Regions from separate parts of the Mus musculus genome. Here region 2 is linked to region 1. Evidence: chromatin contacts called from public Hi-C data. All regions are on one chromosome and are shown on one strand. Each heading gives the region's core, a stretch centred on a gene start, on an enhancer-like site or on the middle of the called end of the contact. The rest is flanking DNA. Distances are from core to core; before and after follow the strand shown.

Region 1 (6,844 bases), core at 1,979-4,478:
AGGGAGCAGAGAGTCCAAGCGGCTGCACAGGAAGGACCCTGTGTTCACGGCAGCCACTTTGAGAGGGCTGCTGGCTATGATATTTCCTAGAGAAATCTGAGACCTCCAATGGGTTTGGAACTATTAGATACAAGGCCCTACACAGGGATATCACAAAAAGGAGATGTATTTGAAATATTAAGACTAAGCACCACTCTAAAAACTTCATTTATAAGAAGATGCCTAAGAGAACATAAATGTTAGTTACTTGAAAAGGTGTTGGTAGAAACTGAGAAATAGTTCACAGGCACTAAGAAAGCTTATGAAATCTCACTAACAGACTAAACACATCAAATCTAGTTTTATTTCGACAAATATCTAATTCTATAAATTGAATTTATTAAAATTTCAAATGGTTTCAGAGGAGACATGTGCTGAGTTTCTTCCCGATTTCTAATGCATATGTAGGCTAGGCTGGCTGGGTATTTCTGTGAACTCACAGATCACAAACACTTGTCAAATACAAAGGAAAAGCATTTCAAGAAAATGTGGTAGCTGCAAAAATGAAGGAATGAAGGAATGTGGGCCTAGAGAGGATAAGAAGTTATATACATTGTATACATTCGCATACATTTACTTACTTATATTTTCATACAGTCACATATATACACATGTTTTAGCAAGAACACTTTCCATTTCCTAATGTTCATAAATAAAGAAATACAGCTTCATATTGAGTGTTGCTTTCATCATAATTAAATTTCCTTTACATTTGAATCTTAATATCTTCTTTTAGGATACTCTTTGATTAAGAAAGAAGAACAGTGCAGGTAGTAGAGAGTCAAGTGATAGCATCTCCATATTCCACAGCAAGGGGGTTTCTGTTGGAACCCCGCTTGCCTCCATAATCTAAACACTTAAGCGTATTAAGGTTCCAGAGATGGATTGATGTTTGGCACTGGGTGTCAAAACATTTCCTGCTGGGCCCTCAACCACTAACAAGCTTGCTGGTGAGGAGGCGGGGCGGGGCGGCTGATGGAGGAGGTGGAGAGAAGGAACTTTGTTGCAAATCCTGACATCTGAAGTCTTTATCAGTCCAGGCAACTTTTTTGGTTCACGCTGATGATACCATCATCGATCTGTCTGTCACGTCTTGGACTCACTGCTCAGTTGTAAATGTCTCCAGGCCATGGGCACTCTTACAGGGTAGTAGCATCCACCCCGCCAGACATCTGGATGTCAGTTATAATTGCCTCCCTGCTCCCAAAGTTGTTGCCAGATAGATACTCTCGATCCCCTTTGAACACACTGCGCTGACGCACCCAGGCTTTGGGCCATTGATGTGACAGACAGTCAGTTCCTGGCTTTGGCATATTTGGGGAAGATTTATGAAATGAAGATGGGGGTCCCCATTTCTGCTGGAGGGGTGGCTGTTTTCGTCAGCCCCGAGTTTAATGGTACAGCGGTTTCCTCTGATGCCTGTAGAGCTCACCCTTTGAACACGAAGAGAAAGAATACATTCACAAATTACTTTCACGGTGTTGCCATGTTTACTGTTTCCTGTTGTCTTTGCCTGAAAGTGTTCAAACCAAAATTAGTGCTGAGGGGAAGAACCTTTGAGCCAGGGGATGAAAGGAGCTGATTTTTTTTTTCTCTCGTGCAGGTTCCTGTGTCCCTTTGATTTAGGCACCGCGGACCTTAGACAGGATATGGCACCAATTAAGAACACGAAACTTAATTTTTGGACTACATAATCACATGATCCTTCTTGTGGTGTCTGACTGGGGGCCGCTGACACGGCTTTACTGCTCAGCTGCAGTCCTGAATGGTTTGGGCTGGCTTTGTTTGAGAGCCACAGGGCAAATAATACTGGGCCACATAGAGGCCTAGCAAATAGCTACAATGTAGAATAGGTTTTATATGATGACTGGTCGCTCAAGGCCGGAAACTTAGGCACACTCACTCCGTGAGTTCCAGATCTACGCTTCAAGATTGGAGGCAGATACTGCTTTTAAGATTTACATTTCAGAATAAATCCATTAATGTGATCTCAAAATGTAAGAACAGAACAAATGACTGCTAACTGCTTCTTCTTAGCTTTAAATCACATCTCTCTTGAGAGCTTTAGTGTTCACTGACAAGTCAGCTTTAGATAGTATCACAAAATAATGCATCTATGCTCAAAGAGATGAGAAAACAGTATATCAGGTAACATATTTAAATCATAAAATTACACGCTGATGTCTGCTTTGAGTGCCAAGAAGGAAAACAAAGGCTCACAAATACAGGCAGTTGGGTCAACCTTCTATCTTTTCACGCTGACACTGTGTTTGACTCTAGCTAATGGTTCCGTGAAAAAGGTATTAGTGTTTTCAGATCAGCCCCTGGTGGTCTACAGCACACATTACGTAACCTGCTGGTGGGTCTAACAGGGCTATTTCTCATCTGTAGACAGTAGCCTTTTATAATTCTGTCTGGATGTGGGCTTTTTTCTTTAAACTTTAACCTGTTTATGACGCACTTGAAAACAGTGAAAATGTTTATGGAGAGAAGTCAAATTAAATTTTGTGGGACGCTCTAGGAGGTTCATAGGTCTAAATTTGATCCTACCACCACTCGGTGACAAGCTGAAGTCATTACGCTAGAAACAACAACAACAACAACAACAACAAAGTCACTCGTGACTTCTGCTCTCAGTGGAAAATTAGCCAAGGCTGCAGCTTTTCCAGCCAAGACCCAGTCTCATTTCCCATGTGCAGTTGGTTAGCTCCTTGCCATATCCCCAAGGATTCTGTGTGAGACTGAAATGCTGCAGAAAAAAAAAAAATGAGAATTTCCACACTTAAAAAGAGCCACGGCAGCATTTGTAAGCTCTGATAAATAAGAAGAAATGAAGAGAAGGTTGGTTTTGCTTTCTTCCCTTCTAGCTAAAAAAAAAAAAAAAAAAAAAAAAAAAAAAAAAAAAAAAGGAAAGAAAGAAAGAAAGAAAGAAAGAAAGAAGGCATGAATGAGCAGGAGATTCCAAGGTTAAAATTGAGCAAAGGTTTGCTTTTGCTTTTTAGAGGATGTTAGGAAACAAAACAGAACAACAACAACAACAACAACAAAATAAAACAAACAACCCCGGCCAAGTGTTTACAGTTTCTCAACTCCAATTTGGAAGCAGTGAATGCTGAATTGGATGAAGCCATTGAGGTCAAATTCATCACCGGCTCTGTGAACATTTAGTTCCAGGAAGTGTGCTTCAGAGTCAGGTTTGTTTTCACTCTCAGCCGGAGTGTTTATTCTTGACTGGAGCGACCCATCACTCCCTCACACATTCATAGCGGATTCGGCTTCGGGCTTCGCGCACCCTCCCACCCACCCACCCACAAACAGGAACACAGTCGGTCAGAACATTTAAACAAAACAAACCCGTTTACGCCACTGCCTAGCAGCCTTTGAAAATAGCAGCCTGATTCTGAGATTGAAGAATAGAATCCTCTCCAGGGCAGATCTGGTGGGCACAGTGCATTAACTGCCTGTGCCACCATTTTCTTGTGTGCTAGCGGACCGAAGATGGTGAGGCTGCATCTGTTGTATAAGGGCTCATGCATTGAACTTCCCCGTTACAGAACCAGTTTGTACACCAGCAGGAGAGCCAAATTTCTCAGGCCACGGGGGCGCTCAAACAAAGCACACACGCACAGATCTTCTACTCACTGCTTAGCAGATGCGTGAGCAAAATTCAAAGGTGTTGAGCACAAGGAAAGCAAAATTCCTGTAGGGAAAAAAAAATTTTTTTTAATGCAATGGAAACGGCGCGTCAGTGAGAAATGGAGCTCTATGACGATACCAAATGAGTCTGTCATTAATAGACCTTCCTGCCTCGTGGTTCATAATCGCCCTTAAGAAACGGACCCAAGGCAGAGGTGGCACAGAGTATTTCATTGTGAATAAGCAACCTTTCCAGGGCAAGGTTGGCCATTGGAAGCTAGCTCAGGTAAACTCATTCCACAGTCCTTTCCACAAGCGAATTGAGGTTCTGATTTAAAACAATATATCATTGCCTTTTGTTTATGTTTTGATTAATTTCTTTAAAATACCATTATGAGATAATGTACCTTCGTCAATAGCATTTAGCTCAGATTAACTGTTTTAACAGGACCAAAGCCATGATGGTCTCAGACTGCCCCTAACTAGATCTTCAATTGAAGAGAAAAGAACTTGACTGGAAGAAGAGCTGACTCTCTCCTACTGACAGCTGCTCCACCACTCTCTTTTGTCTAAGGAAAAACATTTTCTTTTCTATGAGGTTTAGGCTTTTAAGACAGGAAAAAAAATCTAAAGCAGAAATTTGATTTTTTTTTCCTTTTGAGTGCAGGTGCCAAACATCTACAAGTATAAAATGATAGCGCTGTGTAAAGCAGACTTGCTGGGACACTGTTTATGGCACACACAACAGCTATTTGGATATGGAATTGTAAATAGGAAAATGTGTGATGCTCTTAAATCTAGTAGCAAGAGGAGTCTTGAAGCAAGGTTTATTATACCAATGCTTGAAAAGCTCTAGCTTTTTTTTTTATCTCAGTACGTTAAATTTTTGTGTTTGCAACAGTATTTTAGCTCTGGAGCTATTTATCTGGAAGCATCTTTTGGGGGTGGGGGGAATGGACAGATGTCCATAAACAAAGGGCGCCACCTGGTGGTGAAGAAGCGGTAAGAAATGTTGATTTCCGGATATTGCTTCAAAGACAAACAGATGGAAAGGCTGTCGTGTGTGTGTGTGTGTGTGTGTGTGTGTGTGTGTGTGTGTGTGTGTAAGAAAATGCATTATTCATCAAATTTGGAACTTGGATTCAAACGTAGTTCTAGTTTTCCAGCTAATACTATCTGACATTTATTTCCTATTCAATCCTTCAAAATTTACATTGCAAATATTTTATTCTCAATACATATATCTGAACAGATAAAAATATGACCACAACACATTAAGAACAATCTGAAGCAAAGTGCCCACATCATCTAGGCACCTTACTTTCAAGTTGAATGACCTCCCAGACAAATTTAAACAAAGGATGCATTTGCTGCAATTCGAGGTTGTCTCAGGGTGGCTTTGTGGCTCACCTAGTCGGAGAGCTGCAAAAGGAATGTGGTACACAGCTTAGTCACCACAGGGAAGAAGTGGCTTCAGACCCATGACTAAGAAGCAGGAAAATGTTCATTTGAAAATGTCATCTGTAGCTGAGGCGTTGAGGAATTTAAATCTAAGTATCGCGACTCTTCCGCCGCCTCAAACTCTAAAATTAGTCCAGGAATTACATATATCAGATGCTATGCAAAATGTAAAATAGGTTTGCCATTTATGGCTCTCTACGTAAGGTGTAGATTAAATCTTCAGCCTCCAATAAAATTGTATTTCTGTAATAAAACTGCTGCACCTTGACTCACGACTACATTGAATTCCAAATTAAACACCCCATTTACTGTACTGTAACAAGAAAAAGGGTTTGCTACACTGAACAATATTACAGATAGGGAAAATGTCTTGCATTTCACCTTACCACCAACATAGAGCTCACCTAAACAGGCCCATTCCCCACCCCTTTTATGAAATATAAAACATAGGAAAAAAGGAAATGTGTAGGCTTTGTCTTTCATTGCTAAAATTTATATTCCTTCCTAAATGAGCTAAATCAGCCTAAGTGGTGAGGCCTCAAAACAAGTCAATCAAGTAGGGTATTTACTGCAAAATGTCCTACTACATTTCCCAGATAACTCAGGCTTCTAAGCAGAAACATCTGGTATGCTAAAGGCTAGGTACATTTCCTTATGCATTATATATAATGCAGGCACTTTCCCCATAACATACACGCGCCATTCACTCTGCCATACACACAAGGCTGCAGAATCCACGGACGTCTCAAACTCAGGAATTATGGTCTAGTTAATCTCACTCAACATCGATTTTGAAGACTGAAACCTGATGTTTATTTTAGACAGCCCAATAGGGCAATTTTTCTTGCTACCATCCTGTGACCTAGCCATCACTGACTTCTGACATTTGGAGAGAGGTATCACTAGAAAGAGAAACCACAGATGGTGAGAACAGAGAGCCAGCTAAGCTGAGGCTGCTTCCTCTCAACCTCTGAATGGCAGTCATTAGGTCGAGGAACTGAGGGTCTGCTTCTGGTCCTTCTCCCATCTTGGGAAAGCGCCCTCTAGTGGACTGAGGCAGAAGTGTTCTCTCTGGATGTCACACCCAGGTCTTCACTGCATAAATACAGTCCCTTCCCCCGTGTCAGTCAGACATTATTAACCTTCAAGCAAGACACAGAGAGATGGATGTTGATCACGAAGGGATTCCTAATCGAGTTTAATGATGTAGTACACATCTGCTAAAAATGCTAATTGGTATGTTTCATTTGATAGGTGAAGGCAGGAACGGTCATAGATTTAATGGTTCTGGTGGGAAGAAGTTGTTACCAAGAATTCTGAAGTTAATATGAGGGAAAAGTTAGAGGTCTCTGTGTGACAGGAAGGTAATTTTGGGCTTCAGACATTGGAAATTTGAGCCTTAGTGTTGGCTCAGCTCATGGAAAGAGAATTCCAGTCGGGAAGGACTCACTCACAGCCGGAGTTAAGGTTTCCTGTCATCAATGTGTGTCTACTCGGAGGGATCCAGAGGCCTGTATCGTTGTGGCACTGAGCATTGACCTTTTTGGTAGCTTCAGCCTTCCATGCTTCCTTTAATGGCTCATTGTCACTTTTTGCCAACATGTAAAAAAAATCACGGGAAGAATAATTCAAATATTTAGCTCAGAATCAAGAGAAAGACTTTTTTTTTTAATTTCCTCAATTGCACTGTCATTGATGCATGAAGTCA
Region 2 (6,543 bases), core at 2,019-4,518, 340 kb after region 1:
GTTATAAAAGCCCACACTAAGCCCAGCCTCTCTCCTCTTCCCGTCCCCCTTCCCCTCCCCCTTTCCCTCTCCCTCTCCTCCCTCTCGCCTAAAACTTACAAGTCATATGTGAGCCCTCAGCTACAGCTACAGCACCATGTTCACAAGTCTGATACCATACTCCCTGTCAATATGAGAATCTACTAACCCTCTGAAACTGGGAGTCCCCAAGCCGCCGCCCCCCCAGTTAAATACCTTATTTTATAAGTTGCCCTGGTAGTGGTGTCTCCTCATAGCAATAGAACAGTTACTAAGACACCCAGAGGAAACCACACCAATTGTTTATCAATATGCAATGGTCAGCCTTGAAAATATATGCATACAAGTTACATTATGTAGATTGAGTAGATTATATTTAGGAAAATACATGTACGTACATATATGTGCATGTAACAGCAATGAATGGGAGGTGGGAAGGCCATGAATATGAAAGGGAGTAGGGCATGGTATATGGAAGGGTTGGAGGAAGGAAAAGGAAATATTACAATCTCAAGAAAAGAAAGAAGTAATGTTTTTAAGGTAAGAGGCCAAAATGTCATAAGAAGCACTCAGTAAACAGAAGTGTCGGCACCAATACAAGCACCTTACGTGAGTTTACACATCAATTCCTCATACTAACTCTTGGAGATAAATATACTTACTATTCCCCCATTTTACAGGTGAGAAAATTTAGGCACAGAGAAGCAAAGTGACTTTCCCAAAGCCACACAGCAGGTCTTTGGAGTCCACTTGTTAACTATGGTTCCTCCCTGCCTCGGTCAGTTCCCCTGTACCTTTCTGTGATACCACCACAACTATTTAGCCTAATAACTACAGACTAAGCTATTAGAGGTTCAGTGATTCTGTGTTGAACTATGAGTCATTAGGAGTTAATAAAACTGCATTTAACATCCAAAAGGGTTGCATTTATAAACTGTTTTCATTTTTCCTATAAAAGCCCGCATATTCTCAGAGCATGAATATAGGAGATTACCCAGAAGCCATCTTGTCTCTGACCATGTGCCGTCTTCACGTGCGTCCTTGCTTCTCCTCCACACAGGCATGAAAGGTGACATTAACCTCCACTGCTTACCACACGGGTCACAGCACTCTGCAGAGAAAGTGACAGCTTTCACAGGAACACTGAAGTCACTTCTATGCTGTCCATCACTCTCAGATTTCCTCAGCAGAGTCCCCGGTGCACAGGTTGATTTGCTCAGTGTGGTCCCTAGCAGAAGAGGAAACTGAGAACTCGTACAAGGCTCTGCAGACGATGTGATTACATAAAGATATAAGAAAGGATATAAGACTCATGCCTTGTTTATGCCGGTGGCTGCTTATCAGACTGAGGGCTGGGTGTGCAATCCTGATGAGCTGGCTCTGTTACCCCATCCTGTGGCCCCCCTCACAATCTGGCTCCTTAGGCATGGAAGGTACTGTGGTGGGGAACCCATAGCGGGTGACCTAGACACAAGCAGGAGCAGAGTTGCTGAGGATGTAGGAGTTCTTTCTGCCAGCTGTGGAAACCACAAAACAAGAATGGTCGCAAGCTCTTCCAGAAGTAGAACAATGGAGGATGCAGAGAACTCAGCCTCTGAACCTTGCAGCAGAGAATTTGCCCTGCTTTGTATCTCCTTGGCTCCGTGGTAGGTGGACGTGGGGAGCTGAGAAATTACTTAGAAAAGGTGGCCTCTTTGGTTGCAGGACAGAAAAATCAAGCTGGAATGGACTAGGAAAATTCCTCCCCTCTAGTTAACTTCCACAGCACTGGAAGGTGCTCTATAGATATTGAGGGAGAAAGTCATCAATGGACTCACCCATCAGTGGACCCTGCATAGCACAATACCAACCTGCCAGATAAGATGTGCCCACTGGTGTAGTAGTGGCGTGAGTATTAGAGGAGTAACCAACCACTTCAGCTTGGCTTTGGACCCTGTCTCATAGGAGAGAATTCATTCCTGGTATCTATAAACTTGTCAAAAGCCCATGGTTTGGGAGTTCATAGACCTTAAGAGAAAACCTGCCAGCTTTTTTTTTTTCTAATTGGGCATGCTGTCAAATTGATTTCTAGATATTTGTGTCTATAGCCATATATTAGTGTTTCTCTCAACCTGGGTCAGAGATGCAGTGGACATCAGTCAATACAGAGACTGAGAATAAGTGACTATCGAGCACTCACCCTTAAGTCGATCAATCATATCAATCTCTCCAGGGTTCAGAGAACAACAGGGAAGAGAGAGCAAAAAGAATGTGAAAGCCAGAGAGTGGGAGGGTCCTGTGAGATGCTGTCTGCTGGACTGCAGGATAACTGTCATCAACTCCCAGCAACTCTGGTTACCTGAGCAAGATCAAATCACTCCACACCCCAGCAGACATGGAAGAAGGGCTAGAGAAACCTTGCCCCAACACAGGAGCTATTAGCAGTTGACAAGCCACACTAAGGTGTGGCTGCTGACAGGTTGCCCATGCTCCTGAGAATGACCTCACTCGTGCACCCAGGGGTAATCCTAACTGGACTCAGTAGGTTATAAAATGAATGGAAAGGACATAAAGGTAGGAAGAGGACATGCTTGGAGCTCTGGGGAGAATGGAAGGAGGAGTTAAGAGTGGAAATAATCAAGATACATTGGATTGGGGGTGTGGTAGCACATGCCTTTAATCCCAGCACTGGGGATGGAGACAGAGGCAGGCAGAGTTCAAAGTCAGCCTAGTTTCCACAGTGAGTTCCAGACAAGTCAAAGCTACATGAGACCCTATTTTTAAAAAAATGGGGGGGGGGAATGCCTTAAAAAGGTATCCTTAACAGTAACTGATCAAAATAGAAGATAAGATAGGGAAAAGTATCATAGAATAGACATGAACCCAAGCCAGGTTTACATGTTGACAGCAAATCTAAGTGAAATTCCTAATTTCCAAAGGAGGAAGATTGATGCTACAATGAGGTGAAGCCAGGGAAATAACAGGTTTTAAACCTTAACCCAGGGGCTCAGCTGATGACAAGCAGGCATCGGGAAGGTTCAGATGACCTAAATTGGAGTGGGAGGGCACAGGCTTCTCTATCTGTCCTCTCTTCATGGTGGCATGCCCACAGATCTCATAGGAGTCGGAGTGCATAGATTGGGGGCAGTTCATGATCCTTTGTCTCATAATGTTTGATCTGAGAAGCTTTTATGATACTTTACAGTACATAGTAGTTAAGTTGGACAAATATTATGACCACAGTAAAACACATTCTTATCACTGGAACATAAATCAGTAATTGCTACATTGTGAGGGAGTTCCCCCAAGTCCAGGGACACTGCTCAAAGCAATGAGGGAGGGGGGGGTTGTTTAAAGGAGAAACCAAAGAGCATCAACTCTCAGTTGAAAGCAAAACACCACAAAACCAAAACCTGTTCCCTCCAGGGCTGCAGTGATGCTTTGCAAAGCTCTCAGAAAAAGCTTTTCTCCCTAAGCCAACACACACACACACACACACACACACACACACACACACACACACACACAATGCCACCTAAATAAGCCTATTAAAAAGGACTCCAGTGGAGACACTGATTTGCCATAAACTGCAAAATGCTTCGGAGCTCAGCAGAGACTGGCTCCTGTCACACACAGCCTGGCAGTGGCCCAGCTCCACACCAGTGCACACTTTTCCAATTACAAGCTGAAGATTCCTACGGGGACTCAGGACTCTTGTTTCAGTCTTCCAGTGCAGGAGAAATTCTTCATGGAAGAAAGTGCCCATGGCTCAAGTTCTTCAAGCTCTGTAAAAGAGAGACCTACAGTTCCCACAACAGGGAAGATTCTCTTCTGTTTTCCTGGTTTTTTTTTTTTTTCACATCTTAAATTCTGCAAATTCTTGAAGCAATGGAATGAAAGTTGAATCCCCTAATGATGTGATAGGCACTCCTTATTTATTGACTGTTTGGAACAGCAAAGTCTAAACATTTGAGGCCAGGCGAAGTGTTCACATTCTGTTCTTTCCACAGCTTAGGGGTGAATACATAAAACCGCTGAAGGCAATTGAAGAACTTTAAAGGAAACCGGCCACAGGTGGGGGTGCTCTTGATTAAAGACAGACAAAGTCATGTATTAAAAGTGGCTAGCTCAGGCTGAGTGCACCTACCAGTAATCGCAGAACTCAGGGGCTGAGACAAAAAGATCATGAACTCAAGCCCAGGCTGGGCTATATAACAAGACCATATCTCAAAGAAAAAAAAAAATATATATATATTCTTTTTTTTAACTCTCATTTTTAAAGGATGACTTAAGACTGGGCCAAACTGGAGGTGATTTTTTTAATGTTCAAGAACATCAGTTACCCTCAAAGTTTATTTTTCATTTATTTTCTAAGTCCTCTTTAGTGAAAAATTGGTACATGTGAACACTTGGCCTGTGCCAGCCACGGCATTAAGAGCTCACTCAGGTACTCGATTTTATCGCCTGTCTTCTAAGTAAAGAAACATAGCTTCAGATGGTATCATACAGATGCCCAGTGTCAGCCAGCTAATAAGAGGTAGTTGAAGGACTTGCAATCTGGGAGTTTACTGCTATGGCGAGGGGCTACCTTGGAAAGCAGCAGCAGGAGATGCCTTTCTGCAGGGCCTCTCTCCACTTTGCTACTGAGTCAAGACAAACCACAAGTTAGTTAGACTCATGAGCATTGGCCACGTATGTACCTCAGCGCCTGCGCCATTGTAATTATCCCTCTCAATTACAGAAGGCATGGATAAGGAGGGCACAGGGGGCACCATGTTTGTCCTTGGCAATGGTAACTTGTTCTGCTCTGGCTAGGCAAGCCATGCCCTGACATTAGCTAATGCAGAGAGCTTTCCAGGTCTTCGGAAACGGAAGTTATTGTTGACTTTCTCAAAAGGCCCATCAAGAGCCATCTGGAAGGATCGTGTTTATTTGTGGGTTTGTTGTTGTTGTTGTTTTAATTACAGCGTTGACAGTGTCTGTCATATCGGTGTGCCCCAGACAATCAGTGCAGCCTCCTGCTCCTCGTGAGAATCGCTGTTGTGAAGTGCAGTCAGTGTGGAGCGTTGACTTCAACCTCCTCTCAAAAGCTTACACAGGCTTTTAGGTTTTCACAAAGGAAAACGTTTGTTGTTTCCATTACACATAAGGGGAAATGTGAGCCAACAGTTACACTCACAGCTTTCTATTTACCCATGGAGTACTCAATTCAGGGGATGGGTCCAAGGAAGCAAGAGGTTGTCATACTATCTCTTCTACACTGCTAAGGGAAAGAGAGAGAAGGGGAAGGGGGAGGGGGAGGGGAGAGGTGACAGGGAGAGGAAGGAGGAGGGAGGGGGAGAAGGAGAGAGACCCTAATTCAGTAATGATTTTTTTTAACTTACATTGCCCAGTTGCAAGTCTTCCACCCAACAGAGAGTTAACAATATATAACACATTCTCTTTGCCCCAATTACTACAGAAAAACAAAGCAGAAAGCTAAATCATTCTCAGGGCAACCTGCAAAGAGGAACTCAAATCAACCTTGGAAGGAGTGCCTGACTCTGGGTTTAAACTAATTGCCATGTAAATTAACAACAACAAAAAAAAGAAGAAGGAGGAGGAGGAGGAGGAGGAGGAGGAGGAGGAGGAGAAGACCCATCAGCAAAGGAGCCCCCAGCAACCTAAACAACATCGAGCCTGCTTCTTCAGACAATAAAATGCCAAAGTTGTTCTTCTGCTGTCAGCAAATGATGAATACATGTGGTACCGATTATTTAATACCATGAGACCACCAGGGAAGAAGATTTAGGTGAACTGTAGCAGAACTGTGCCATTTATTTTTATTACCATGCATTAAAAATTACGTTTACAGATAATTGTTTTTCTCCTTCCAATAAAGCAAGATTAAAAAAAAATCCAGAAGAATATTTAATAATAGTGGACCACCAGGGAGGAATTTTAAAAGTTGATTTTTTTTATTGAAAAATTAGATTTGCTTTTTAAATTTTTTTTCCCAATTATTTTTAAGTGCAATTTGTGAAGGAATCGTTCTAAACCGGGGCAGTAGGATCAGTTTTAAGCTGGGGTCGGGAGGGGGCTGTCTCATGGATTGTTTCTTCTTGACAACAGTCATCACGTAACCAAATCCCTCCTCTGAACCTCCAGGTTTCAGATATTTGTCAAACATTATATTTTACCATCGGCCCCACTACGCATTCTCCCACATTCCTACCAGCATCCAGATCTGTAAAACACCTCAGATTAAACGAACTCGTGAGAGACTGGAGGTGGCTCAGGGGTTAAGAGCACTGGCTGTTCTTCCAGAGGACCTGGGTTCAGTTCCTCACAGCACATGGAGGCTCACAACTGTCTATAACTTCTGTCCCAGGGAGATAGACTCACACAGACATACATGCAGGCAAAACACCAATGCCCATTAAACAAACAAACAAACAAACAAACAGGTAGACTGAACTCTTGGTATGTTTTTCCCCAATAACTTTATACTGGTAAGAAACAGAAATAGGAAAAAACAAACAAACAAACAAAACCTACTTACCAGTT

The links. A called contact is a pair of places that touch in the nucleus more often than the background predicts.
Region 2: a Hi-C map of uterus shows a contact between it and region 1, with 7 times the contacts expected there. The contact joins two enhancer-like sites. A contact is called at or near these places in 1 of 39 promoter capture datasets (liver) and 3 of 484 Hi-C or Micro-C datasets (all in uterus).

The regions. Positions count from the first base shown.
Region 1 is chr2:75,146,518-75,153,361 of GRCm38.p6, forward strand. All of the region lies in intron 2 of 2600014E21Rik (a long non-coding RNA gene), which reads left to right. Among named protein-coding and RNA genes, the nearest start is that of Gm13652, 12 kb to the left of the region's middle. Within about 2 kb of position 3,229, at least 12 of the 459 cell types and tissues checked have an H3K27ac peak or open chromatin away from gene starts, as enhancers often do. A contact at or near this core is called in uterus, where this site is marked.
Region 2 is chr2:75,488,698-75,495,240 of GRCm38.p6, forward strand. All of the region lies in intron 2 of Gm50595, which reads right to left. Among named protein-coding and RNA genes, the nearest start is that of Gm39854, 17 kb to the right of the region's middle. Within about 2 kb of position 3,269, at least 13 of the 459 cell types and tissues checked have an H3K27ac peak or open chromatin away from gene starts, as enhancers often do. A contact at or near this core is called in uterus, where this site is marked.